7 separate regions of the Mus musculus genome follow, and regions 1, 2, 3, 5, 6 and 7 are each linked to region 4. A link is a contact called in public HiChIP or PLAC-seq data. All regions are on one chromosome and are shown on one strand. Each heading gives the region's core, a stretch centred on a gene start, on an enhancer-like site or on the middle of the called end of the contact. The rest is flanking DNA. Distances are from core to core; before and after follow the strand shown.

Region 1 (3,856 bases), core at 752-3,251, 200 kb before region 4:
AATTTTAAAAATACCGACTGCATTTTTACAGTTGGGTTTTTACTTTTTGTTTTGGGTATTCGACCCAGGGCCTCGTACATGCCATGCAGCTGTGTAGGCCTGAGCTAGGTTCCCATCCATTCCCAGAGACAGTTCTGGAGGGACCAGGCACACAGCTCACTGGTAGAATGTGTAGATAGCATGTACCTAGTTCAATTTCCAGCACCACCAATTATTTAATATATTTAAAAATCTTAGCCTTGCTGGGTGGTAGTAGTACAAGGCTTTAATCCCAGCACTTGAGAAGCTGAGGTCAGCCTGGTCTACAGTGTGAGTTCCAAGACAGCCAGGGTTACAGAGAGAAGTTCTATCTCAAAATAAACAGATTAGCCTGGCTATGTACTCGTTGTTGTTGTTGTTTGTTTGTTTTTAAAGATTTATTTATTTATTATATGTAAGTACACTGTAGCTGTCTTCAGACACACCAGAAGAGGGCGTCAGATCTCGTTACGGATGGTTGTGAGCCACCATGTGGTTGCTGGGACTTGAACACTGGACCTTTGGAAGAGCAGTCGGGTACTCTTACCCACTGAGCCATCACACCAGCCCGTACTCATTGTTGTTATTCATCACTGTTATTCCTATAGAAATAGATCAAGAAAATAATGTGGCTTTACATCCTTATTTTTAGAGGCATCTGATCAGATATTAAATGGTAAGAAGGGTGGGTGATCACCTAACTTGTTTTGAAATATAACTCTTTAGCCCTTTGTAAAAAATCTCTGCAGTTTTACTAATTAAACATTTTCTTAGCCAGGCAGTGCTTTAATGCGCTTTCTTAGCACATGCCTTAACCCCAGCACTTGGGAGGCAGAGGCAGGTAGATCTCTGAGTTTGAGGTCAGCCTGGTCTACAGAGTGAGTTCAAGGACAGCCAGGGCTACACAGAGAAACCCTGTCTCTAAAAACAAAACAAAACAAAACAGACAAAAACAAAACAAAACAAAACAACAAAACCAAACCATTTTCTCAAATGGTTTACTATGAAAGAGCAAAGAATGCTTATTAAACTTGTAGATAACAATTAGTGATAGACTGATGTACACAGAGTTCTAGGCTGGCTAGGGCTTCATAGTGAGACCCTGTCTCAAAAATAAAACTAACTTGTAGATAACAAGATGGTGATTAGGGGCTGGTGAGATGGCTCAGTGTGTAAGAGCACTGGACTGATCTTCTGAAGGTCCTGAGTTCAAGTCCCAGCAACCACATGGTGGCTCACAACCATCCATAAGGAGATCTGACTCCCTCTTCTGGAGTTTCTGAGGACAGCTACAGTGTACTTACATTAAATCAATCAATCAATCAATCTTAAAAAAAAAGATGGTGATTAGGAGGTAATAAGCTGAGTACAAATCTAAAGAGGCTGATCATAGAGTGACTCAATGGATTGGTATGTGCACTTAAAAACAACAAACCCTGCTGCACCAATACCCAATGAGGAGAACCCGATTTACCTGTATTTCAAGTGAAATAAAATTAGAACTTCTTAAATACATGCTCACAATCATCACTTACCATTTAGTATTACTACTCTAAGCACTTGCTTATTATTGTGTAAGAGCTACACAGCAATGATTGGTAGGACCCATTATACCAACTATAACCTAACTGATGCAGGATCAACTATGGTCCTCACACAAAATGCTGTGAGCAGAGGAAAGAACTCAGTGGTGGAGTGTTTGCTCAGTAGTTGTGTCACGGTTTGAACATGAACTGTCCTCCCAGGCTCATGTATGTGAACACTTGGGCCCAGCTAGCAGCATTAGGTGTGGAACCTTTAGGTAGTAATGCTTAGTTGGCTGATGTGGGTTACTAGTGGGGAGGCCTAAGGATTATGGTCCAGTTGCAGGTCCATTAGAAACTCTGTTCTCTGATCTGCCAGCCAGCATGTAATGAGTTGTACTACAAGCTCCAAATATCATGGTTGAGTCACCGTGTACCACGCCTTCCCTGCCATGATTGCTCTGTATCCCCTGAATCACGAGCCAAAATACACCTCTTTAGGTTGTTTCTGTCAGGTATTATGTCATGTCACTTAGCATAAAGCCATGGATTTGATTCCAAGAAACACACGCATACACAGCAAAGCACACCAAGAGATAAAATAGCATTGTGTTTATTCCCAAACTGCTTCATTGAACAAAGGAATCCTGGAGACTTTTTTTGGCCAGCCCACACATATTCATACAGAGAGGCCTGGGTTACTTAGTTTAAATCAAGAAGGGAAGATGAGAGACATTTCTTTGAATATGCTCAGCTCAAGGACATAGAGAAGGAATTCAAAACATTAAAAGAGTGGTCCTGAATGTGTCAGCACTTGCTTAGTTTGCATCCTAAAGGTGGCACTTGATCTGTTTTTTAAGCTTCAGGTAAGGTACAAAAAGGCACAAGTATTACTGACACAAAATCCAGCTCTCATCTATTGGGAATAAGAGTTTATTCTGGAGTCAAAAATGAATGATCTTGACCCAGGATTTGGATCTCCCCAAATAGCATGGCCCACTGTGGAAGCAGTTTCATCAAATTTTCATAACAGAACAAAGAAAGTAATAAATCAAGGCATTTAAACAATGTATTGATGGGAACATGAGAAAGATATAGGTCTCTGATGGCTTGTTTAGTCCCTTGGTGGAGATAGGTTTCTGTCAAGTTCTGTTCAAAAGTTTTCATCAGCTTAGGGGGAGGTTCGGTGTGACACAGGTGGTGGGCAATGAAAAGCTCCTTGCGGGGTGCTAAAGACAGCCCAAGTTACATTCTAATTAGGTCCTAGACCTGCAACATTCCAAACTCTCCAGGCGCTGAGCCTTTAGTCAGTCAATCAGACTTTGTAGACACAGCTTCTTTTCAGGAATTCTCCCTCACAATAGACAGATTATTTCCCGAGTCGATCTAATCCCCCAGTGAACTGGTCTCTGAAGGAGGTTTTACTTTGTATGCCAATTTAGGTTGTATCTAATGCCCAAGGTGATTATGTTTTATGGCCAGTTTAATTTCTACATCAGGATGCTTTAGAGCTGGTTCCTTTCCGAAAGGACCTTCCATATACGTGCTTGAGCTTCCTTTGGGGGAAGCTCTGACTATGGTTTACGGTGGCAATGCAGGGCCACTGAGACAGTCTCACTGTGTAACCTTGGCTGGCCTGTTTCTATGTAGATTAGTCTGGCCTCAGATTCACAAGGGATCCACCTGCCTCTGTCTCCCTCTGCTGGGATGAAAGGTATGCACTATCACACCTGGCTTATTGTTAGGCTCTGAGACTAGCAGCAGTTTGCCCTAGCTTCTCAAGTGTTGGGGTCACAAGCAGAGAACCCCCCCCCCCCACATACACACCAGCAGTGTTATACTGTCATAGTCACTTTAGGACAAAATCCTATCCTACTGTACAAATATTTTGTCATATAAAAATCCTTTTTAGTTGTCTTCACCAAAAGTAGTCAGATGTGGTGGTGCAGTTTCAAACTCCACATTTGGAAGGCAGAAGCAAACAGATCTCTGTGCATTTTGGGCAGCCTGGTCTACACAGCATGTTCCAGGCCAGCCAGAGTCACATGGTGAGACCCTGTCTCCAAGCAACAAAAGAAAATATTGTCATAACCTCCTTTGCATTTCTCACTACTTATTGATTTCTTTGTTTTATATAGTTTGAAACATTTTTCCCCCCACTGGGACCATGATTATTGTGTTTGAGCCATGAAGCTTCTGTCAAAAGGAATCCTCTCATTGCTCACCAACACAGGGCAAAGTAAGCCGTTTTCACAACAGTTTTACACATAGACCTGGGCTTGATACAAATGACATCACCTACAGCTTCTCTAACT
Region 2 (3,648 bases), core at 725-3,224, 250 kb after region 4:
AACTCAGGACTTCTGGAAGAGCGGTTGGTGCTCTTAACCATTGAGCCATCTCTCCAGCCCCTAATCTGGACTTTTTAATAAATAATAAGTGGATGTTAAACAATATTCTGAATGCTGTTCTGGGATGGAGAGCTGAGCCATCCTAACCTTAGAACAGGACTGTTTTCACTTCAGCGCAGGCTGGACTGAGAGCCGGGCCACTGCTGTCTCCCAGCAGGACTGTCAGCTCTCCAGAACTCTCAGCTCTCCAGGAAGACTCAAGCAGGACAAGCCAAGCTCTGGGCATGGCTTACAGTTTAAGATGGGTGGTTGCATTGAGTTGTTTTTGACTCAGTACAAAAGCAGAATTACCTCAAGGCCAGGCTGTCACTAACCACAATAAACCCAGGGACTCCACTGAAGCACTCACTGCCTGGCTGTCCCCTCAAGTCTCCACCCCATAAAAGCTACCCCTCGCTTTCTCTCCCTTGTCTCTCTCTGTCTTGCCGCTGCAGCTATATCACAGTAAAGCTAACACACACTACTCTGCCTCTGTCGTCAATAAGTTTGTTCACGGCTCATTTGTCACAGGACTGTCAACGCTGTCCTGGACCAGGCAATTTCCAAGTGTCTTGTCTCCATTTATAAGATAACCATATACATTTTCTCTTTCACCCATTAATGCAGTGAATTACATCAGTGGGCTTTCCTGTCTCAAATTTTGGATTCCTTAACCCAAGCCTACTTTTTCATGATCTATCACGACACTCTGGGGAGTGGGGATACATGTCAATGGACGAGCACTTGACTAATGTGTAGGAAGTCCCAAATTCAATATAACTACTGAAAAATAAATAAATAAAAAGTCACCATGTAGGGCTCTTGCCTAACATGAAAGAAAACCTGGGTTCAATCCCCACCACCACATACAACCAAGCATGATAATGCACGCCCATAATTAGAGGATTAGAGAGAGGTTCATGATCAACCTCAGCTTTGTGACAAATTCAAGGTCAGTCTGAGCTAATCTGAAATTTTGTCTAAAAAATGATAAATAATGCTGGGTGGTGGTGGCGCACATCTTTCATCCCAGCACTTGGGAGGCAGAGGCAGGCAGATTTCTGAGTTCGAAGCCAGCCTGGTCTACAGAGTGAGTTCCAGGATAGCCAGAGCTATACAGAAAAACCCTGTCTCAAAAAAACCAATCAATCAATAAATACAAATAAAAATATATTAAATAATTTTATTACATAAAACTTTCCAAATATGTCTGTAGGAGAAATGAGGCACTACTCTTTTCTTACCATTTTTCAGGATTAAAACTCCTGCTTTCCTCTCCTCTCCCCATGAGTGACCTTATTAAAGATTTAGCTGTTTGCCAGACATGGTAGTGCTTGTCTTAATCCAAGAACTCAGGAGGCAGAGGTAGGCAGATCTCTGAGTTCAAGGCCAGCCTGGTCTACAAATGAGTTCCAGGACAGCAGGGCTACATAGAAAAATTCTGTCTCAAAACAAAACAAAACAAAACAAACAACAAAAGATTTATCAATTTTATTACTGTTTCTGTTTTTGAAAGTGGCTCTAATGTTGCCCAGGCTAACCCTTACTTCCTGGCACAAGCATCCTTCTGCTTCTACTTCCTGAGATACTGAGATTACAGATGTATATTTTGGTCCAGTCTTATTCCTCTTTTCAAAAGCCTGCCCCTGGCTTTGTTTGTAGGGAATGAGGGTGGGGACTGGGTGGGGCTGGGGCTGGGGATTGGGGGGGGGGGGGCTGAGGCGGGGCTGAGGTGGGGTTGGGGTTGGGGCTGCGGGTGGGGGCCCATGGTCATTCACTCACATCCGGGTCCTGCTGAGGCAAGGGCAGACCTCCCTTTTGCTCTCCATCTTACCGCGTTGAGGCATGAAGGTCACCATTTCCTTTAGGCTGGCTGGTCTGTGAGCCTTGGGGCTCTGCCTGCCTCTGCCCACCAGCGCTGGAGGCATAGGCACGCGGAGCCATATGTGCTTTTCTACTTGGATGCTGGGGACTCAAACTCGGGTTCCGGTGCTTATAGAGCATGTGATCTCACCCGCGGAATCATCTCATCCTTCGGCTTTAATTGCTAGTCTGTTTTGCCTGTTTTGTTCAGTGTTTATTTCATTTACATGTACCTTCCTATGTCTTTCTTCCTTCTCCGCTTTTCCTGTACTTTTGCCTTAGGCAAAGAAATCACATTTAAGGACAGCTGCTAGTTGTCTCCTTTCTCAGGCTATAGGGATTGTTTTCCATAACCATGAGGCCTGGGGGTATTCTAAGAACAGTCAAGGGCCATTGTTGTCTGTTGGATGAGATTGGACTGGTTTTTCACATGCTGGTAAACGTTGGTGAGCTGTTTAGATCACAGTCCAGGGTGGTTGAGAGTGTCATTTCTGTTATGGCTCCTGTACCTTTGTAAGTTGGAGACTGACTACGCTTGTTTTATAGAGCACAAAGTTCAAGTACACACTTTGCTTTGGGTCTGAGTCTGAGTCTAGTCGGGGTAATGATTCTGGATTTCAAACTTAGAAAGTCAGATAAGAAAGACTCTACTGCTGACCACCAGGGTACACCTATTTCTTCGGAATGGTGTCTGGTTCTTTTTTCATTGAATATGAAGAGATATAAAAATGAACTTAGCTGGTGGTGTTCCTTTCATTCCAGGAAAATACTACATAGCTACCATGGCCTTGATCACCGCCTCCACAGCCCTTACCATCATGGTGATGAATATCCACTTCTGTGGGGCGGAAGCCCGGCCAGTACCACACTGGGCCAAGGTGGTCATCCTGAAATACATGTCCAGGATCTTGTTTGTCTACGATGTGGGTGAGAGCTGCCTTAGCCCCCGTCACAGCCAGGAGCCAGAACAAATCACGAAGGTTTATGGCAAACTTCCAGGGTCCAACCTGAAAGCATCCAGAAACAAAGACCTTTCCAGAAAGAAGGAACTGAGAAAACTCCTAAAGAATGACCTAGGGTACCAGGGTGGGATCCCCCAGAATACTGACAGCTACTGTGCACGCTATGAAGCACTGACAAAAAATATTGAATACATTGCCAAATGTCTCAAGGACCACAAGGCCACCAACTCCAAGGGCAGCGAGTGGAAGAAGGTCGCCAAGGTCATAGACCGTTTCTTCATGTGGATTTTCTTCGCTATGGTGTTTGTCATGACCGTCTTGATCATAGCAAGAGCAGATTAGAAAGAAAGAGGAGGAGTGGGTTGGTAGGCATTCGATATTTGGAGAAAAAAAAATCAATAAATTTCACGTGTGATCTCCACCAGTGTTTGAGTTCAATTGCTGTTCATACATAATTTAGGGATAGGTTCGGTATGCTTTTATTCTTAACTTCAATCAATATCGTAGCTGCGTGTCAGGTTAAATCAAGCAGGAGATGAAAACTTTCAAGGATAAAGGGATGAAGGAAGAAAGTGAGAAAGGAGCCTCTTCACAACCTCCCATGATGGGGAGAGGTGGCCCTCACAGCCTCCCATTTTAGGGAGTGGCAGCTCTCAGTTTATGTAATTCTTTTTTTTTTAAAAGATTTACTTATTATTATACATAAGTACACTGTAGCTGTCTTCAGATGCACCAGAAGAGGGCCTCGAATCTCATTGCAGGTGGTTGTGAGCCACCATGTGGT
Region 3 (3,365 bases), core at 749-3,248, 230 kb before region 4:
TCCACACCATGGCTTTAATAACTACTGCTTTTCCAACATGGTGGAATTTCACCCTAAAAGGTCCATAGGCCATAGCTGCAAATACATACGTACATACATACATACATACATACATAACTCAAAAAAGTACCGGTATGTAAAGCCACAGCGAGGGGTGGCTCTGAGATTACAGCACTAACTACTCTTCCAGAGGACCTGGGTTTGGTTCCCAGCAACACAGCCACTCATAATCCTCTGTAACTTCAATCCCAAGGATCCACCACCTCCTTGAGCACCCAGGAATGCACAAGGTGCACAAACATACATATAGGCAAAATACCCATTAACATTAAATAAAATAAATAAGTAAATAACAAATGTAGTATGATACCATATTTTTGTAAAGCAATTGCAAAAGCATCTTGAAGGATATGAACTAACATTCCGGCAAGAGGAGAGACGCGATTATCATTCTTTCCTCCTCATGTACTTCTATAAACATCTCCTCCAATCACTACAAAAACATCTCACAAAACAAAAAATATTGTTTTAGAATAGTAAAAAGGGTGAGGGTTTTTTAAAAAAATCTGAAAAGGGGGAAGTGCAAAAAGAAAATTCTCCTTTGTCTATATCATCAAGATTCCAAGTATGGGAGAAAAAAAAGAGGGAAAATCCATGATCTACACAGGAGGAAAAGATTTGATACGAGGTCCGTTACTGCCCAAGGGCACACCCTTCAAAGATAGGGGTCTAAATTCCTAAGACTTCTTCCCAGATTTGATGGACAGCAATCAATCTGTTTCCTCGTTCCTTCCTGCTGCTTTCCACAGAAACACTATAAGTATCTTGGAGAGGGGGAAATGTCCCTTTTCGAAAACACGATGGAACATCCAGGCTTGGTTTTCTGGTCTGAGTGCGGAGGGCAAAAGGGTGGGCGGCTACACTGAAGGAATCTGCGCGAGCAGGGAGTCACCTGAAGCAGGAGCACGCAGCTGCTTCCCCTAACCTCCACAGCAGACACAGGGCAGCGAGCGTTTCCAGACTAGAACCCTTGGTAAACTGTAGGTTTTTCCCAATTCTGGTACGGATAGCTGCCAAGTGACACCACAACACAAAATCGGGAGGGTGTCTTCCACACATGCAGGTATAAATGCTTCCTGAAGCTCATCAGGCGCTCCAGCTGTAAACCCAGGGCACTCCATTACTAAGGCCGCATCCTCGGCTTTTCCAACTGGGGCAACTAAAAGCATCCTGCCGCCTCGCTACAGTTAGCAAGTATCATCTTGGCTAAAATCCTAACGTTTAAGCAGCCACTTCGGAAAACTTCGGCTTTAAGCAGCGACACGGATCTCAAACCATTGCCAGGCTGTTGCCCTGCATTCCTTCCGATAACGGTGCTGCTACCTGCTCCATTGTCAGCCCCGGCTCCACGTACTGAACCAACAGAACTGAACCAACAGAAAAGGGGAATCCTTTAAATCCGCAACACAATGGAGGCTAAAGAAGAGCTCTGGCTTTTAGGATGGCAGCTACCAACACACCACAACAAAAGGGCCCCGTCCGGGTGACTTCATCGAACCCACCAGGCAAACGCCACCGCCCGGCCTTCGGGGTGACTGTCCCTAACCCCCTGCACGCCCGCGCCGCCTATGGGGCCCTAAAAGTGAAAGCACCCGGACTGCGGGTGCCTGTGCAGCCCAGCTGCAGGCTGCCGGGCCAGCGGCTGCGGGCTCCCCGGGTGCAGCGCCCAGCCAAAGGCGCCCGCTCCGCCGCAGCGGTCCCCGGGTGCGCGCGGCCACAGAAGTGGCGACGCCAAGAGGGTCGCCGAGGAGGGCGGTGGGCCGGGGAGAGAGGGGGGGACGGGACACTCACCCGCCCAAAACAGCGGCGGGCGGGGAGGGTGGCGGCCGGGAGCGTTCCGGACGCCGCTGTCGCTGCCGATGCTGCTGGCCGCCGGCCTCCTCCCCTCTGTTTGGATTCGATAGACCACGTCACTCTTAGCCACGAGACCCGGATCTGCGGGCTCCCCGAGGGCGGCGCAACAGATTGTAGCACCCGGAGCCGCTCGTGACCCTACCTAGGGAGCATGCGCGTGTCGCGCGGGCCACCTGCGTCGGAGGGGGGCGGCTCCCGCAGCTCCGGCGCTGACGTGCGTGGGCGCGCCCGGCGTGGGGGAGGCAGTTCCGGTGTGGCGGGGTGGGGTTGCTCCACCGAGAAGGAAGGGCAACCCGGCTGTTAAGTTGTCCCACGTCGCCTCCGTGCTGTCTTCCGTGGTCATGATCATCTGACGTGTCTGTCTGTTTGTCGAGGGAATGGCTTCTGTCCACGGCGGTGTTTAGTCATACTTAGGCGGAGGGGCGCGCGCACAAATTGATGACTGCTGAGACCCGGTCTACCTGCAGAGGTGGCGGTGGGAGTTCATCATCAGGCACGCGTGAAAATCGGAACTCGAAGATTACAGAAGCATGTCAGCTGGGAGGTGGGGAGGGATGAGTGATCCTGATGACGTTCGGATTTTGGATTGGAAAACAGACCTAAATTAAGTTCAACCTTAACCTTAAAAGAGAGATGTTAGAAGCCGGATGTGATGGCTCAACAGCAGAAGCAGAGACAGGCTGGTTTGCAGAGCGAGTTGCAGGACAGCCAGGGCTGCATTGAGAAACCCTGGGGGAGTGGGTGGGAGTATGTGAATTTGAGCCCAGCCAGTGCAGCATAGAATATGTCTGGGTTTTTTTGTTTTTTGTTTTTAAAAGTGAGGGGAGCCTAGCCATGGGTTTGCCCTCCTAGTGGAGGAGGGAATGTGGCCAAAGGAGGTAGCAGCACACCATTCTTGGGCTTGGAAGTTAGGAAGCAGTATTTCAACAATCCAAAGACAGCTTAATTCCCATGTAAGAAAGGACGGGAAATACCAGCAAATTGAAGTGTGGAGCCTGATAAGCAAAAAGAGCACCTCTGGAAGCAGCTGTGGCAGCCGTAATTCTACAGATGTATCCAATGACCTCGAGGAACTCTGGACGAAACTAAGCATATTTTTATAAGAAAGTACAAGAAAAAAATTATCCTGAGAATCTAAAGTCTGGACAAAAAATAGTGAACGGCAGAAAACATCCACTTGGAATTTCATTTTCTTCCCTAATAGTTTAACAATCTGACAACAAAAAAAGAAAAACAAAACCCTTTAAAACAGTGCTGCACAGTCTGTCTTTGGCTACATGGTTCACAATCCGTGTTCTACTGAGGTATGGCCTGCTTTCTTTGGTAAGGTTACAAGTTAGAAAAGAAAACAAAACCCGACCAGCGAAAACAAGCAGGGGAGCTCTGTCTTCCCTGGTACACACTGTAACTACAAAATTTCAATGAAGAAACATCCCATATTTAAAACAGAG
Region 4 (3,539 bases), core at 609-3,108:
AAGATGCTGCTGGGGTCATAGGGTGCAAATTAGCGAATGCCCCCATGAGCTGCTCTAGAAAGGTTGTGGGCAACTCATCTGGTCTCTGCTTAACCTCATGTACCCTGGTCAAATTTGTGGGTCATCATGCAGCCCCTGAGACCTGCCAGTGGAGTCTGGTGGTGGATCTTTGGGCGCCCCTTACCTTTTGCCATATTGAAGTCCCAGTCAGGTCTAGTCAGGGAAAGCCCACTGTCCACGACAGCCTGGTCAATCGATGGTGCCCTCATGTCTGAGGGGGTATTCATTCTGGCTTCTGGCTTCCTTGCATTATAAATAAAACAGTCTCAAAGAGATTAACTGGCCCTTTGAAAAAGGGGGTGGGGGTGGGGGTGGGGGTTAGGCCTTCCAATTGTACAAGTTGGCCAAAGAGAAGGGCCAATATTGCATAGCCTGGTTGCCCTTTTTCAGAGGCCCATGTGCCCTTAATGGGAGAGCCACCATGGTATCAGGGGAGGTGGTTCTCAGGTCTCCTCCTGATCCTCCCTCCAGTAAAAGGGGGTGCAATGGCCTTGGTCTCATATGGGCTGAGGATCCCAGAAATGGTACTGGCACTGGTGAGGCCTTGGGGGCGAGGGTAGGGAGATTTGGAGGAGGAGGGTCTTAGAGTAACAGGTCCGCTGTTGAAGGATCTTGGAGGATCAAAATTTTAGGTCCGGATCCCTCCTCCTGCTCTTCCTTCTTCCTGATGGTCAGAACCTGTGAGGTGGCTCTTGAGAAAGAAAGGCTTTTATCTAGGTGTGTGTGTGGGGGGAGGGCTCCTCCACTAGATTCTTCTAGGTAACTATAAAGGGCCCTTGGTCCGGGTGCCTGAAGGATCCTGGCCTAAAGACTCTCTCCTCTACTGCTTTGATCACCTGCAAGTCAAAAAGTCCCTACAAGTGGGTCATGCAGAGAAGCAAAGAGTAACTAACTTGTCTTTTAGTCTGTCCAATATCCAAAAAAATGTCATCAGTCTAAGTCCAAGAACACAGAACAAAGTACTAACAAACACAAACTGTATCTGCCTCCTGAGTGCCAGGGGGAATCTGTGAGTTCCAGGCCAGCCTGGTCTACAGAGTGAATTTCGGGACTGAGGATGTAGCTCAGTGGCAGATCATTTACCTAGCATCTCTGAGGTACTAAGTTTAATTCCCAACACCACAAAAACAGACTAAAGAAAACTGATAGACCACATTTACACCTAATGAGATACAGTACCTAGTCTCTAGAGTGAGCAAGCTACTGAGATACAGGTAGACAGCAAGAGATGGATAGTGATAGGCTCCCTGGCGCCTCATAGACACCGCCCCCCTCGCCCCGCCCCGCCCCCTCCCCGGGAGTAAAATTACGGCTCAACAGGGAACCGAGAAAGAACTGAAAAAACCGGCCGGAAGGCAGTCCAGTTCTCTTGAAGCTGCTTCCTCCTTGTTTTTTAAAGAGACCTCCAGAAACTCTGTCATTCCCCCTAACCCCCGCCCCCATCTCCACCCCCAAGCACCTACTTCCTGCACAAAATAGGAATGAGACTGGGTGGGAAGATCCTGGAGGCGCTCAGGGCTTTGGGTTGTTCTAGTCTGCTGAATCTCCATTGCCAGTGAGAGATCTTTGCATCTTCGGTGGGACTCCACCCCCCTGCTCCCCCAACACGTACATTCACACAGCCACCCTCGTGCTGTAGGCGGGACACCCCCAACACACATTCACACAGCCACCCTCGTGCTGTAGGCGGGACTCCCCCCACCCCCAACACACATTCACACAGCCACCCTCGTGCTGTTTAGCCTGAATAGCCGGAGGAAATTGTTCTCTCTTTCCAATGCAATAGGCAGGCCAGATCTCAAGACCGACCTCTACCGGTAACTGGTAACCGCCCTTTGCTTCTAGATCTGTAACCAGATTCAAGTCCCAGCAGGCCTCTAAAAGTGAGGTAGCAACTGAAACCTGTGAAGAGGTATACTGGGCTAGAAAGAATTGTTTGAATAGACACGTTTATACCATCAGAGATCCAGGGAACGTGTGTGAGAAAGGCTTTTAGAGATGTTGGGTAACGGTGAAAAAAAAAAACAAAAAAAAAAAACATAAACCCGAATCTGGCTAGTTTAAATACCAACCTACTAAGTGATTCTAAGGTTAATAGTGTCACCATGGGAGTTCCAAAAGTCATTACTGGTGGGCCCAGAAGCTCATGTTCTCAGGAGAGAGTTTGAGGCCAGCCTGGGTATTGGGAGTCTGCTATGTTCCAACCATAGACTGCCATGTTTGTGTCTTTCCACAATGTCAGAATTTATTGACTAACAATACATTTACAAGCTACAGCGATTTTGTTGCCTGAAATTTTCCACGTTGTTTCTATTCCCCTTGATAAATGATTAACAAGCACAAGTTTGTTTTTTTTTCCCCTAATCTATTTGTAGTTTTAATTTTGTGTGTGGTATTACATATGTATGTGTGTGGAGGCCTGAAGTTAGTTAATTACTTTCTACCATTAAAATTTTGGGGGTGGGAGGATGGGGCTGGATGGCTGGCTCAGTGATTAAGAGAACTTGTTGCTCCTGCAGAGGATCTGTGTTCAATTAGAGCACCTACGTGTTGCCTCACAACCATCTGTAACTTTAAATTCAGGAGATCTAATGGGCCCACGGAGCACCAGACACACACTTGGTATGTGTACATATGTGCAGGCAAAACACATACACATAAAATAAATCTTAAAGAATTAAAATATTTATTATTTTTAATTAGGTATATGTATATGTATCTATACATAGGTATGTGCGTGAGTATGGGGTTCCACTGGGTATTAGATTTCATACAGATAGAATTACAGGTGATTGTGAGCTGTCTAATGGGGAGGCTGAGAAATGAGCAATATTCACTCTTTACTACTGAGCCATCTATTCAAACCCTCCCTATTAATTTATTTACTTATTTTTGAGATAGGATCTCAATACATATACATATACATACACATACACATATACATATACATCCCTGCTGGCCTAGAACTTGCTATGTAGACCAAGCTGGCCTTGAACTTGCAGAGATCTGACTGCCTCTGTTTGTCCAGGGTTAGCATTAAAGGCATATTCTCTCATGCCTGGGCAGTCACCTTTATTTTTTAAGATAAGGTCTTAGTTAGAGTTTTCTATGCTGTGATAGAACACTATAGCCAAAATCAATGTGAGGAAATGACTTATATGGCTTATACTTCTATCACAGTCCATTGTCTAAGAAGGTCAGGACAGGATTAAATAGGGTGGGAACCTGGAGGCAGGAGCTGATGCAAAGGCCATGGAGGAGTGCTACTTAATGGCTTATTCTTTTTTTGTTGTTTTGTTTTTTTGTTTTGTTTTTTGAGACAGGGTTTCTCTGTATAGCCCTGGCTGTCCTGGAACTCACTCTGTAGACCAGGCTGGCCTTGAACTCAGAAATCTGCCTGCCTCTGCCTCCCAAGTGCTGGGATTAAAGGCATGCGCCACCACCGCCCAGCTTAATGACTTACTCTTTTTTTTTTTAAG
Region 5 (3,493 bases), core at 548-3,047, 250 kb before region 4:
TAAAGAAACAAACTTACTTGTTTATTGCTTGTTTGTAACCAGCAATAAGTATCAAGAACAACTAGCAGTAAGTATCAAGAGCAAAGCAGCGAGCAAAGCAGCCGACCGTGCCAGTCTTCAGATCAACTCATTTCAAGAGCCCGGCAAGTACAGAAATGGCAACCTTCTTCTAATCCACTGTCTTGCCCCAGAGGCACCAGAGGAACAGCCTGGTTCTACACCCTTTTATGTGAAACCTAAAAATACAAACTCTGCACTTAAGGCCTTGCCAAAACACTGCAGTACCCATCTTAATGTTCACACATTTTAGAATAGAATATTAAAACTAACATGTCTCAGGTTAAGGGCTTATATAAAAAGAACTTAACGCTTTTCTTTTCCTTCAAGAGCTTTGCCACTTTTATCAACAGCACAGGGTATACACTGCTAACTATATAGTAATACAGTCACACAGATATTACTACTCTAGTATGTGAGCATAATCTATTTTAAAAACTCTTTCCTAAGACACAATCTCTTAAGATGTTCAAGAACATCCAAGGGGCACACTACACTGAAACCATTAATTTTCTTTTTGAACAAGATCTCGCTTTACAGCTATGACTAGCTTGCAACTGGCTATGCAGACCAAACTGGCCTTGAATTCGCAGAGATCTGTTTGCCTGTCTCCTGAGTGCTTAAAGGTGTGCAACACCACAAAACCCTTTGCTAGGATGTTAAGGCTCCAAAACTGTTTCTTGGTTTTTCTTCCCAAATTTTAATGACACTGAACATCTTGTCAATTTATCCTTTTTCAAATTCTTTTTGTCTAACTGAGTCCAGGGGTATTCTCTATTATTAGCTTTTAATCACCTATCATGTAAAATTAAGAATTTTTTTATAGGGCTGGAAAAATGGCTCAATGGTTAAGAGCCCTTGCTGCTTGTCTCTAGGACCCAAGTTTGGTTTCCAGAAGCCATGTCAAGTGGTTGACACTGGCTGTAATTCTACATCAAGGAATCCTATGTCCTCCTCTGGCCTGGAGACACACGCAGGTACATGTATGCGTTGCCCACACAGACATACACAGCTTACTTGCTTTTCTCTGACCTAAGTGGCTCCAACGTTGTATTTGAAAGTAGGGGAGGGAAGGACGAGCTCAGCATGTGTAGCACAAGCTCTGTAAGCCTAATGGCCTGGGCCTGAACCAAGATACTGTGAAGGAGAGGACCGACTCCCACACTGTTCCCCTGGCCTCCACAGATACAACACAGTATACGTGCATGCACACACTCAGATCTCTCTCTCATATATACAGTCATTCGTACATACAGATGCAAACACACAAAGTAAATTTTAAAATAACATTAAAAATAAATTATCTAAATCCAAGCACTTGGGAGGTAGTGGTAAGTACTTCTCTCGTTCAAAGCCATACTACTACTGGTCTACAGAGAATTCTAGGAAAGCCAAGGCTATACTGAGAAACCTGGTCTAAAGATGAGATAGGTAGGTAGATAGATAGATAGATAGATAGATAGATAGATAGATAGATGGATGGATGGACGGACGGACGGACGGACGGATGGAAAGGGAGGGAGGGAGGGAGGGAGGGAGGGATGTGGCCCATACCCTCAATCTCAGGGGGCAGGAGTTCAAGGCCAGGCTGATGTACTCAGCAAATACCAGGTCAGACATGCTATACGGTTAAGACTCTTCTCAAAATACTTGTTTTAGAGTAGGGTCTGGGGCACAAGGTATAGTTCCAGCTTTTTGGGAAGCTAAAGCCATAAGGTTCCATGTTCAGGATGTCTGGTCAAAGCCAGTCTGACCAGCTTACCAGGAAAAAAAAAATGTTCTCTGCTCCAAGGCCCCCACATGACTGCAGCTTGAATGTTCCTCAATTTTTGAGACTTTATTCTAAAAATATTCATCCTCATTCAACCTTTCTTTTGTCGATCATGGATTCTCTTTCTTCAATAAATGCTTGTTCTCTACTCCAAGAGGGATCTTGAGAAGGCTAAACAGAGAAACTCTGTCTTCTCACACACACACACACACACACACACACACACACACACTCGGGAGGGGAGGAGGGGTGACACTTTCAGTTTCCTCTTAAGAAAGAAGCTAGAAATTTCCATGTTCAATGTGAAATTCTTGTGGTTGAGGCTTTAAAAAACTATGCAGGGCTTGCACACAGCCAGAATTTAAACTGGGGAAGTGAAAAGAGGGATAGTATTTGAAATAATCATAGTGGTCAGAAGATAATAATTCCCCTTATTTTTCTATTTGAATGAAATTATATTTTGGCACATGGGTATGTATATTTTCATATACATGTTCATATCTGCACATACATGTGAATGAGAGATGTTGGCTGAAAAAATGTTGGGTGACTAGAGAGATGGTTTGGTGGCTAAGACTACTAGCTGCTCTTTCAGAGTAGTCAAGGTAGATTCCCAACACCCATGCTGAACTCCAGCTCTAGGGGACTGCATCCCCATTTCTGGCCTCTGAGGGGACCTACATTCATGTAGAGCACAAGCTCTCATGCACACTCAAGCACACACACACACATATACACACCCCAATAAAAGTAAATTACATCTTTTCTTTTTTTTTTTAAATGCTGGCTGATGCGATGGCTAGAAAGGCTGCTGCCAAACGACCTGACCTGAGTTCATGAGAACCACCAGGTAGGAGAGAACTGACTCCTAAACGCTGTCCTCTGCCCTCGGCCATGCCATGTACCAGAGTACACACATGGACATACACATGCACACACACAATTACTGCCTAAAAACTCCAAAACAAACCAAAGCCCTATACATTAAGCCACCCTGTCACTTAGTAACTAAAGGACACTTGTTTATAAAGAGATAAACACAAACAGCCCAAATCCTCACCATCTTGGTATTTGAAAGCATTCTATAACTGTTTACCTACAGGTTATGTGCCTAGGGGACAGAAATAATATGTCTCAGTGTACTGTGAGGGAGAGAATAGCATAAACAGGTAGGCCCCACTGTATGAGAAGATAAGGGCCGCATGAGCCAGAATGTGAGTTCTGGGTTAATCTAGATGCAACACAAGTATATCTCTCAAAACTGTGTCTTCTGAATTTACATGTGTATGTTCTAAAGACTTCTATTTTGGGGGCTGGCAAGATAGCCAGAGCTACTGGGCACTGGTGGCGCACACCTTTAATCCCAGCACTCGGGAGGCAGAGGCAGAGGCAGGCAGATTTCTGAGTTCGAGGCCAGCCTGGTCTACAGAGTGAGTTCCAGGACAGCCAGGGCTACACAGAGAAACCCTGTCTCGAAAAACAAAAAACAAAAAACAAAACAAAACAAACAAAAAGGTGGCCAGAGCTATTAAGAGCACTTTTGAGAGTTCTTTTAGAAGGCTTGGGTTCAATTCCCAGCACCCACATGGCAGCTCATACCCATCTGTAACTCCAGTTCCTGGACTTCTGACATCTTCACAGATGTACATGTAGCTAAAAAGAAAA
Region 6 (3,375 bases), core at 773-3,272, 230 kb after region 4:
CAAAAACAAAAAGAAAAACAAAGCTATACAATGTTCAGGATCTTTGAAACTCTTTTTGTTTTTTTGATAGTCAGGCACGGTAGCACAAGACTGTACTCCCAGTACTAGGGAGGTAGGGGCAGGAGGATGGCAAGTTCAAGATCAGCCTGGTCACATGGCAAAAGTATCTCAGAAAACAAGGACAAAAAAATATTTTGTATTAAAATGATCATGACAGCACTATAAATGGTAATAGACTGAAAATAACCAAAATAGATCTGTTAGATAGATAGATAGATAGATAGATAGATAGATAGATAGATAGATAGATAGATAGATAGATAGATAGATAAGCTTGCTATATGATGCAGATTTTAGTAAACAGTTGGAAAATTTTGTCAGACAGGTAAATTCAGTATTAATCTTGATGTAAATGCCAGAATTATTCTTAACAATGTTCAGAATTTGGAGGAAGAAAATATTTCCAGGCCGGAGAGATGGCACAGAGGTTCTGGATAAAGGTGGAAGGAGAAACGAGACTCCACAGACAGGTTGTCTCACTGTCAAATGTCAGCTATGTTCAGTCTCTCCCTGCCTCTACCATGCGCATAATAAAGAGAGACGTAAAAGAAAATACCCCAAAGGGAGGAGAGATGGCTCAGCAGTTCAGAGCACCAGCTGCTCTTGCAGAATATTGGGGTTTGGTTTTCAGCACCCACATGATGGCTCACATCTGCCTATAACTTCAAGGGGCCCAACATCCTCTTTTGGCCTCTGAGGGCACCAGGAACACATATGGTTCACATACATGCACACAGGCAAACCACTAAAAAAAACCAAGAAAAGTAAAAATAAAGAGAAAATATCCCCAAGAGACAACAGTGGTTGTCTCTGATAATGAGATTATAGGAGACTTTTTGTGCCTCTAGATCGTTTGTTTTCATATTTTTCTTTTTTTTTTTTCTGGAATAAGCATGTATTATTTTGTGATGTGAAAGAAGAAAGGAGAGAGAGAGAGAGAGAAAACCATGCCATGCATGGCTGGCCTGAGTCACAAGCTGAATTCTCATGTTTAAATTAGTTTCAGAAACAAGGAGTGGTTTCTAGGCAACGGGCTTGGGAACTCATGGTCACTGCCATTGTTGCTACAGCGTGTGTGCGTGTCTTCGAGAAACTGCACTGGATGAATGCAGACCCGCTAAGGAGAAACAAGCTTTGCCACCCAGTTTTGGTCATGGGGACTTGAGTTACTGTGACCCTAGGGGCAGACAGTTGCCAACGATTTTTTTTTAATTTATTACTAATAAATGACTGAGTTAATGAGGATTGTCATAGGCGAGAAATCTGACAGAAATCTCAGTCATTTCAGAGGGTGTGGGAAACCGAGGGGGGGGGGGGAGCCAAAGCCAATGCCCCCACGCACACCACAATAGCTTTGCCGTGAACTCAGGCCGCCAGGGGCTGTGCCAGACAGATTGCATCTTAAGATGTGAAAAGATTGCTTCACAGTCTCTGTAGTCGTTTACTGTCATTACAGGCAATCCTGGGCAGCCAGGGGGCTTTTAATCGAGAGGAAACACTGAAAACTGGAACCAGGGCAATAAAAGCCTTGGCCCTCACTGTGGACTCTGAAGGGGGCGGAGCCAAGAACCTTATTGTTTCCAGGGCCCTTGTTCTTCCCCCAAGCGCCCACAGAAGGCGTTACTCAGCCCAGGAAGTGTATTCTGTTGACATTGACTACTATATTTTCAGCAAGAAAAGGCGAGTTTCTGAAAAAAATAGTGTCAGAGCTCGGCCCTCTTGTGGCAGAATCTCACATGGTCCAAGATGGCCTGGAACTCTATGTAGCTGGGGGATTGGGAGTGGGGGTGGGGCGATGGGGAGGGGGTGGGGGAAATGGGGGGTGGTGCTGGTCTTGGTTCACTTTATTGCTTCCTTACGCACCCATGATTCATATTCTTTCTCTTTCTCTCACTGTGTGATGTCACCTGCCATGTTATGACACAACACAAAGGCTCTCAGGAGATGCAGCTGCCTAAGATACTGGAACTGTGAGCTATATAACCTTCCTTTCTTTACAACGTATCCAGCCCTAAGTATTTTGTTACGGCAAATCAGACAAATAGAAGGACTAGTATTTACTCGGCCTTTTCTTATGAGGTAATTCTTCAGGACAGGCACGTTTTCATCTTTGTACTCTGGGCTTATCGTACATAGGCTGACCCTACATAGGTTTGTGCTTATCCACTACTCTTCTTGTTTTTTTGTCAGTGATGGGGGCTTCCGTATGGTAGGCAAACACTGTATGACTGAGCTACATCTCCATGTCTCACGGTCTTGAGTGACAAATGCAGCCTGCTTCAGTTTGAATGTGGTTTGAGTGTTCCCTTAAAGGTTTATGCTGGAAGCTACGCCCCCTAGTGGGCCAGTAAAGGATGACATAGAACATTTGAGAGTAGTGCAGTGGCCCGGAGATGGTCAGTGGTTTGTTAGGGGTAATTCACTTGGAGGGGATTCAGGGACTTTTCAGTGGTTTGTGGTGAAAGTCTAATTCTCTCTCTGGCTTCTTGTCTGGCAGTATGGTGGCCTCTGCCATGAGGTCTCTCTAGGACCCAACAGATACTGACACATGCCCTTGAATCTCTAGAGACTCGTGATCTCTGCCTCCTGTGACATCCCAGCCTGGGGCTCCATGGACTCCCTCTTTTCCTAACCTCTCATCGGGAAGATAAATCAACCCCATTCCCCTGTGGTCTACTCCCTCGGCAATACTTAACTCGTTTACCACAGCTTAGCTTACAAGTGTGCCTTTTTTTTTTCCAGACAGTCCACAAACGCACTGATAAAGCAAATATTCTCTTATGAGCCCTGTGCTCTGCTTTCAATAAATGTGTTCAGTACAGATTGAGTAGCGAGAGTTTTGTTGTTGTTTGTATAGGCAGGCTCTTGCCATGCAGCCCAGGCTGGTCTAAAACTCACGATCCCCCTGCCTCAGCCTCTCAAATACTGGGGTTACAGGCCTCTGCCACTAAGTTTGGGTTAGTCTTTAAATTCTTACAGAACTGACTTCCTAGTGTCTGTTCACACTGTAAACGTCTCTAGCCACCTCTCCTTGGCCAAACATTTATTCTTATTTAAAAAGGGTCACCACAATCCTTGATTCCTGTGGTGTTGCAGTTTGAGGTAGGTAAACCTGGAATCTTCTGCCCAGGAGCTTACAGTCTTGTGCATATATTGACTTGGCTGTTTTTCTGGATTTGGATCTAGGGTGGAGCCCACATCTGTTTAGCTTCTTCCATTCTGCCTGGAACCTGCCAGCTCCGAGGCCAAGCAGGGATCTGCTCTGACAAGCTGCGTGTGATGCTGGTGGGAACAAGTACCTGGTGTCTCTAGCAG
Region 7 (3,602 bases), core at 1,015-3,514, 210 kb after region 4:
TCTATGCATATCAATGTGAGAATAAATGTAGGCTTCAGATTCAGATTCTTAAGTTAGATATGACAATCTGTCTAAATGTTATGGGACTGGTTTGGGCCTGATGGTTTGTACCAATAATCCCAACACTCAGAAGGCAGAAGCAGTAAGATTAGGAATTAAAGGCTAGCCTTGGCTGTGTGGTATGTTTGAGGCCAGCCTAGGCTACAAAAGACCATGTCTTAAAACAAAACAAAACAAAAAACAGAACTGAATGACAAAAGTTATAACATTTTGTAAATAAAGTTTGATTCTATTATTTTTATTACAAGTACTGTTAGGGTTGCCTTTAAATCATGGTGAGGGGATAGAAATTCACCATTTATTTTAAGAATATCATGTTTCCTTTTAAAATAAACATAGTCAAAATTTTAGAATTCTCCTTTTTCTCTCTCTGGTCCAATATATTAGGTAAGCTGAAGTCCTATTACTACCTCCCAGCCTTCCCACAGCTGAAGGATGACAAGAAATTTGGCCAAGAAAGACAAAGGCTCAGTAAACAAGACTCGAGCGGGGTCCAAAGGAAGTGGTCCAAAGGCAAAGTTTGAGACAAGCCCAACAGGCTGACAAATTCAGTGAGATGTTCTATAAGCATCTCACCCCAGCTGTTCTCTGCAGGAGGCTGGGGATGCAGTTCCCTGGCCAAGGTAGCCATTCAACGATTCAAAGTCCACCACACCAGTTCAGAGTGCCAAGCTCAGTGGTTTATTCCAGAAAGACTAAGAGTGACGTTGTCCCAGCTGCTGGAGAAGGCATACAAACAGACTTGACCAACTGTGCCAGGCAGTGAGCTTAAAATTACAAACCAAACAAACCAAACCAAACCAAACCAAAACAAACCAAAACAAACCAAACCAAAACAAAACAAAACAAAACAAAACAAAACAAAACAAAACAAAACAAACTAAAACAATTAGTGTAAGTTGGTTGTGGTAACTGGTGTCCATAATCCCTGTACTAGAAAAATGGAGGGCTGGAGAGATGGCTCAGTGGTTAAGAACACTGACTGCTCTTCCAGAGGACCTGAGTTCAATTCCCAGCCACCACATGGTGGGTCACAAACATCTGTAATGAGATCTGATGCCCTCTTCTGGTGTGTCTGAAGACAACTACAGTATACTCATATGCATAAAAAAATAAATAAATCCAGTCTGGGCTACAGAGTGAGCCCTGTCCAAGAGAACAAAGAAATGATAACAACAACGAATCCAGCAAACATCAGCTGAAAAGGAGTTCATGATTGTCCCTTTGCTGTCCACAGATAAAGTCAGGAAGACAGTGCTGGGAGTACTTGAATATAATGGAACTGGGAAGTGGGTGTACAAGTAGTTGGTGATGTGCCGCTGAGCACTGGAGCTGAGCACGCTAGGGTTTGAATCATTGCCCACCACCTCTTGGAGGATGACTTTGGATAAGCTGTTCCATACACACAAACTGTGGGGAACTCTGTTTTGTTACCTTAAAGGCTGTAAGGCTGTATTATGTGGCCCTTGATCCTAGTACGTGATCAGTAAAATGCTCCATCTGTTAGTTGATATCAAAGGGGTCTCTTCCTGCCCCTCCCACGTGCTCCTTTTATTTTTAGCTCCCGTTCATCCCATTAGCGCTTTTATCATGTCTGCGGAGGGCTGAGGAGAAGTAAATGCCAAGATGGTATTAGATGAGTTGAGAAGAGGAGGAAGGACAGGGAAGGAAGAGGCAGGAGGACGCGGTTTAAACTTGTGACTTCTGACTACATAAAACCAGGAAGGAGACTGTGGGAAGTCTTAGGCCTACAGGAAATGTTTGGCCTGGCCTGGGAGAGAATGGGTTTTCTGTTTAGTCTCCGATTGGCCAAGAAATGTAAACGTGGCAGTGAATCCAGAAGAGCAGCGTCAGGTGGCAGTTATACCTCCAACATCAGGAGACAAAGGGACACCTTTCCATGGCTGGCACTGTACCTTCTCTGTCTGTTTTCTCCAATTCATGTGTCATTAGTGAACGACTCCTGTCGTTTTGACCCAGACTGAGATTTGCTTCACATCTGCAGGTGACATTTAATACCTGAAGGATGGAATTGTGCCTAACTCATGATTTTCTTTTGTTCCAGTGCCTGACCCACAAGCCAAGCAAATGACTTGCTGTGGAAGGTCAGTCTCTCTCACAGCTCTTTACTAACCCTGTTTGTCTTGTAGCTCTAATTTTGTAGTTCAGAAAATTTGCAGGGATTTAAGCACAGTTAGCGCCTCTATGCAAATCATATCTTATACAGAGCCCCAAAGGGGAACTCTTGGGCTGTATCCAGCCCACAAATATTAGCTTTAATGGTGCTCTAAAAATATATTTTTAAACCAATGTTTTAAAATTAGGAGATCTTATTTGCTAAAAGGCTGATTTCCGACTTATTTTGAACATCAGCAGATGTGGGCACAAAACCTCAACTTTTGCATCACAGTATTATCCAGGATGAAAGAGGTACCCCTTAAAATGTAGTCCCTAGGGACCAGCAAGGTGGCTCAGTGGATAAAGGAACATACTACCAAGTGTAATGTCCTGAGTTTGAGTCTCAAGTTCTACACGGTGGAAGGAAAGAGCCAACTCTCACAAGTGTTCCCTGACCTACACACATGCTGTGGTATCCAATGCCCCAACATATACACATATGTAATAAGTACATGGGTAAATAGAAGATACATAAATACATGTAATTTTATGTGTTATGATTCCCCCATGCTTTATGGTTCATACTTTGCAGGATTCACTGACTTACCTTCCTGTCTGGTCTTTTGGGCAGAGATTGTTACCTGTTGCCCATTAGTACATTCTTTCCTTCTATTAGCACAATAGTTTTAGGTTTATGACTTCCCAGATAGGACTACATTTCCCAGGCTCCCTTGCAGCTAGGTATGGACATATGACTAATTGTTAGTCAGTGGAACTGATGTGTGGAACCTTTAGCAATGTTTTTAAAGAAAGGTATAATGTCACCTCTTGCTCCTTTTCTTCTTCTTGTCAGATGAGCTATAGAAACAATAGTGGAAGCCAGAGCAGCCGTTTGACATCTCAAGACAAAAGCTATACATTGAGACTTGCAGAGCCAAAAGATGGTAGAAACTGGATCTCCATCACCCTGGGTCATCATCTCCACCACCAGATCTGTAAAAAGTTTGCTTAGATTCTTATATCAGAGAAATGAACTCCGAGGCTAGGGTAGTGTTTCAGTTGGTAAAGAGCTTGCCTAACATGTATGAAGCCTTGGGTTTGATCCTCAGTAAACCAAGGACAGTGGCACATACTGAAGTTCCAGGACAGAGGACATAAAGACAGGAATTCATCCCCAGCTACATAGTGGGTTTGAAGTCAGCCTGAGACATGTAAGAAAGAAAAGAAAAAGACTCCATTTATATATAACCTCAATTGCATCTTTAAAAAAAAAAGATTTATTTATTTATTTTATGTATATAAATATCCTCTAGCTGTCTTCAGACACACTAGAAGAAGGTGTCAGATCCCATTACAGAAGGTTTTGGGCCACTGTGTGGTTGCTGGGAACTGAACTCAGGACCTCTGAAAGAGCAGTCAGTGCT

What was found. HiChIP or PLAC-seq counts read pairs in DNA pulled down with a chosen protein or histone mark.
Region 1: an H3K27ac HiChIP or PLAC-seq map of embryonic stem cells shows a contact between it and region 4, with 19 read pairs. The contact joins two enhancer-like sites. A contact is called at or near these places in 7 of 39 promoter capture datasets (fetal liver, frontonasal cranial neural crest, hematopoietic stem and progenitor cells and 3 more), 2 of 484 Hi-C or Micro-C datasets (embryonic stem cells and nephron progenitors), 9 of 115 datasets of contacts at active chromatin or transcription factors (the SCID.adh cell line, bone marrow-derived macrophages, effector CD8 T cells and 6 more) and 2 of 9 other capture datasets (adipose tissue and liver).
Region 2: an H3K27ac HiChIP or PLAC-seq map of embryonic stem cells shows a contact between it and region 4, with 5 read pairs. The contact joins two enhancer-like sites. A contact is called at or near these places in 5 of 115 datasets of contacts at active chromatin or transcription factors (embryonic stem cells, microglia and stem cell-derived neural progenitor cells) and 4 of 9 other capture datasets (adipose tissue, liver, macrophages and 1 more).
Region 3: a contact with region 4 is called in an H3K27ac HiChIP or PLAC-seq map of microglia, with 4 times the contacts expected there. The contact joins the promoter of Smim14 here to the enhancer-like site in region 4. A contact is called at or near these places in 2 of 15 datasets of contacts at CTCF or cohesin (CD8 T cells and the NIH/3T3 cell line), 1 of 484 Hi-C or Micro-C datasets (nephron progenitors), 11 of 115 datasets of contacts at active chromatin or transcription factors (the 230-238 cell line, astrocytes, bone marrow-derived macrophages and 8 more) and 3 of 9 other capture datasets (adipose tissue, liver and pancreatic islet).
Region 5: an H3K27ac HiChIP or PLAC-seq map of acute myeloid leukemia shows a contact between it and region 4, with 5 times the contacts expected there. The contact joins two enhancer-like sites. A contact is called at or near these places in 1 of 484 Hi-C or Micro-C datasets (nephron progenitors), 2 of 115 datasets of contacts at active chromatin or transcription factors (acute myeloid leukemia and pancreatic cancer cells) and 2 of 9 other capture datasets (adipose tissue and pancreatic islet).
Region 6: an H3K27ac HiChIP or PLAC-seq map of T-cell acute lymphoblastic leukemia shows a contact between it and region 4, with 2.6 times the contacts expected there. The contact joins the promoter of 4930480C01Rik here to the enhancer-like site in region 4. A contact is called at or near these places in 2 of 15 datasets of contacts at CTCF or cohesin (the NIH/3T3 cell line and large pre-B cells), 9 of 484 Hi-C or Micro-C datasets (the Ba/F3 cell line, the G1E-ER4 cell line, the N1E-115 cell line and 5 more), 12 of 115 datasets of contacts at active chromatin or transcription factors (the NIH/3T3 cell line, T-cell acute lymphoblastic leukemia, bone marrow-derived macrophages and 5 more) and 4 of 9 other capture datasets (embryonic stem cells, liver, macrophages and 1 more).
Region 7: an H3K4me3 HiChIP or PLAC-seq map of bone marrow-derived macrophages shows a contact between it and region 4, with 2.7 times the contacts expected there. The contact joins two enhancer-like sites. A contact is called at or near these places in 12 of 39 promoter capture datasets (the 3T3-L1 cell line, 3T3-L1-derived adipocytes, the C10 cell line and 7 more), 9 of 484 Hi-C or Micro-C datasets (CD8 central memory T cells, the N1E-115 cell line, bone marrow-derived macrophages and 5 more), 6 of 115 datasets of contacts at active chromatin or transcription factors (the 230-238 cell line, the NIH/3T3 cell line, bone marrow-derived macrophages and 3 more) and 2 of 9 other capture datasets (adipose tissue and liver).

What each region holds. Positions count from the first base shown.
Region 1 is chr5:65,523,055-65,526,910 of GRCm38.p6, forward strand. It overlaps a transcript of Smim14 not described here. Among named protein-coding and RNA genes, the nearest start is that of Ube2k, 12 kb to the right of the region's middle. Within about 2 kb of position 2,002, at least 23 of the 459 cell types and tissues checked have an H3K27ac peak or open chromatin away from gene starts, as enhancers often do. A contact at or near this core is called in embryonic stem cells, epiblast stem cells and stem cell-derived epiblast-like cells, where this site is marked.
Region 2 is chr5:65,974,042-65,977,689 of GRCm38.p6, forward strand. It overlaps Chrna9 (cholinergic receptor, nicotinic, alpha polypeptide 9), which reads left to right. Exons shown (of 5, transcript NM_001081104.1): 5 at 2,665-3,445. The coding sequence ends at 3,206. Among named protein-coding and RNA genes, the nearest start is that of Chrna9, 8.7 kb to the left of the region's middle. Within about 2 kb of position 1,975, at least 10 of the 459 cell types and tissues checked have an H3K27ac peak or open chromatin away from gene starts, as enhancers often do. A contact at or near this core is called in embryonic stem cells, where this site is marked.
Region 3 is chr5:65,490,885-65,494,249 of GRCm38.p6, forward strand. It overlaps Smim14 (small integral membrane protein 14), which reads right to left and starts at 1,999. Exons shown (of 5, transcript NM_133697.4): 1 at 1,852-1,999.
Region 4 is chr5:65,723,088-65,726,626 of GRCm38.p6, forward strand. No RefSeq gene overlaps it. Among named protein-coding and RNA genes, the nearest start is that of Pds5a, 27 kb to the left of the region's middle. Within about 2 kb of position 1,859, at least 335 of the 459 cell types and tissues checked have an H3K27ac peak or open chromatin away from gene starts, as enhancers often do. A contact at or near this core is called in the 230-238 cell line, the Ba/F3 cell line, CD8 T cells and 24 more, where this site is marked.
Region 5 is chr5:65,473,899-65,477,391 of GRCm38.p6, forward strand. All of the region lies in intron 1 of Smim14 (small integral membrane protein 14), which reads right to left. Among named protein-coding and RNA genes, the nearest start is that of Smim14, 17 kb to the right of the region's middle. Within about 2 kb of position 1,798, at least 48 of the 459 cell types and tissues checked have an H3K27ac peak or open chromatin away from gene starts, as enhancers often do. A contact at or near this core is called in acute myeloid leukemia, where this site is marked.
Region 6 is chr5:65,949,321-65,952,695 of GRCm38.p6, forward strand. 4930480C01Rik (a long non-coding RNA gene) reads left to right here and starts at 2,023. Exons shown (of 2, transcript XR_376988.3): 1 at 2,023-2,139; 2 at 2,558-2,887. It also overlaps a transcript of Chrna9 not described here.
Region 7 is chr5:65,929,712-65,933,313 of GRCm38.p6, forward strand. No RefSeq gene overlaps it. Among named protein-coding and RNA genes, the nearest start is that of Gm32556, 12 kb to the left of the region's middle. Within about 2 kb of position 2,265, at least 16 of the 459 cell types and tissues checked have an H3K27ac peak or open chromatin away from gene starts, as enhancers often do. A contact at or near this core is called in the HPC-7 cell line and bone marrow-derived macrophages, where this site is marked.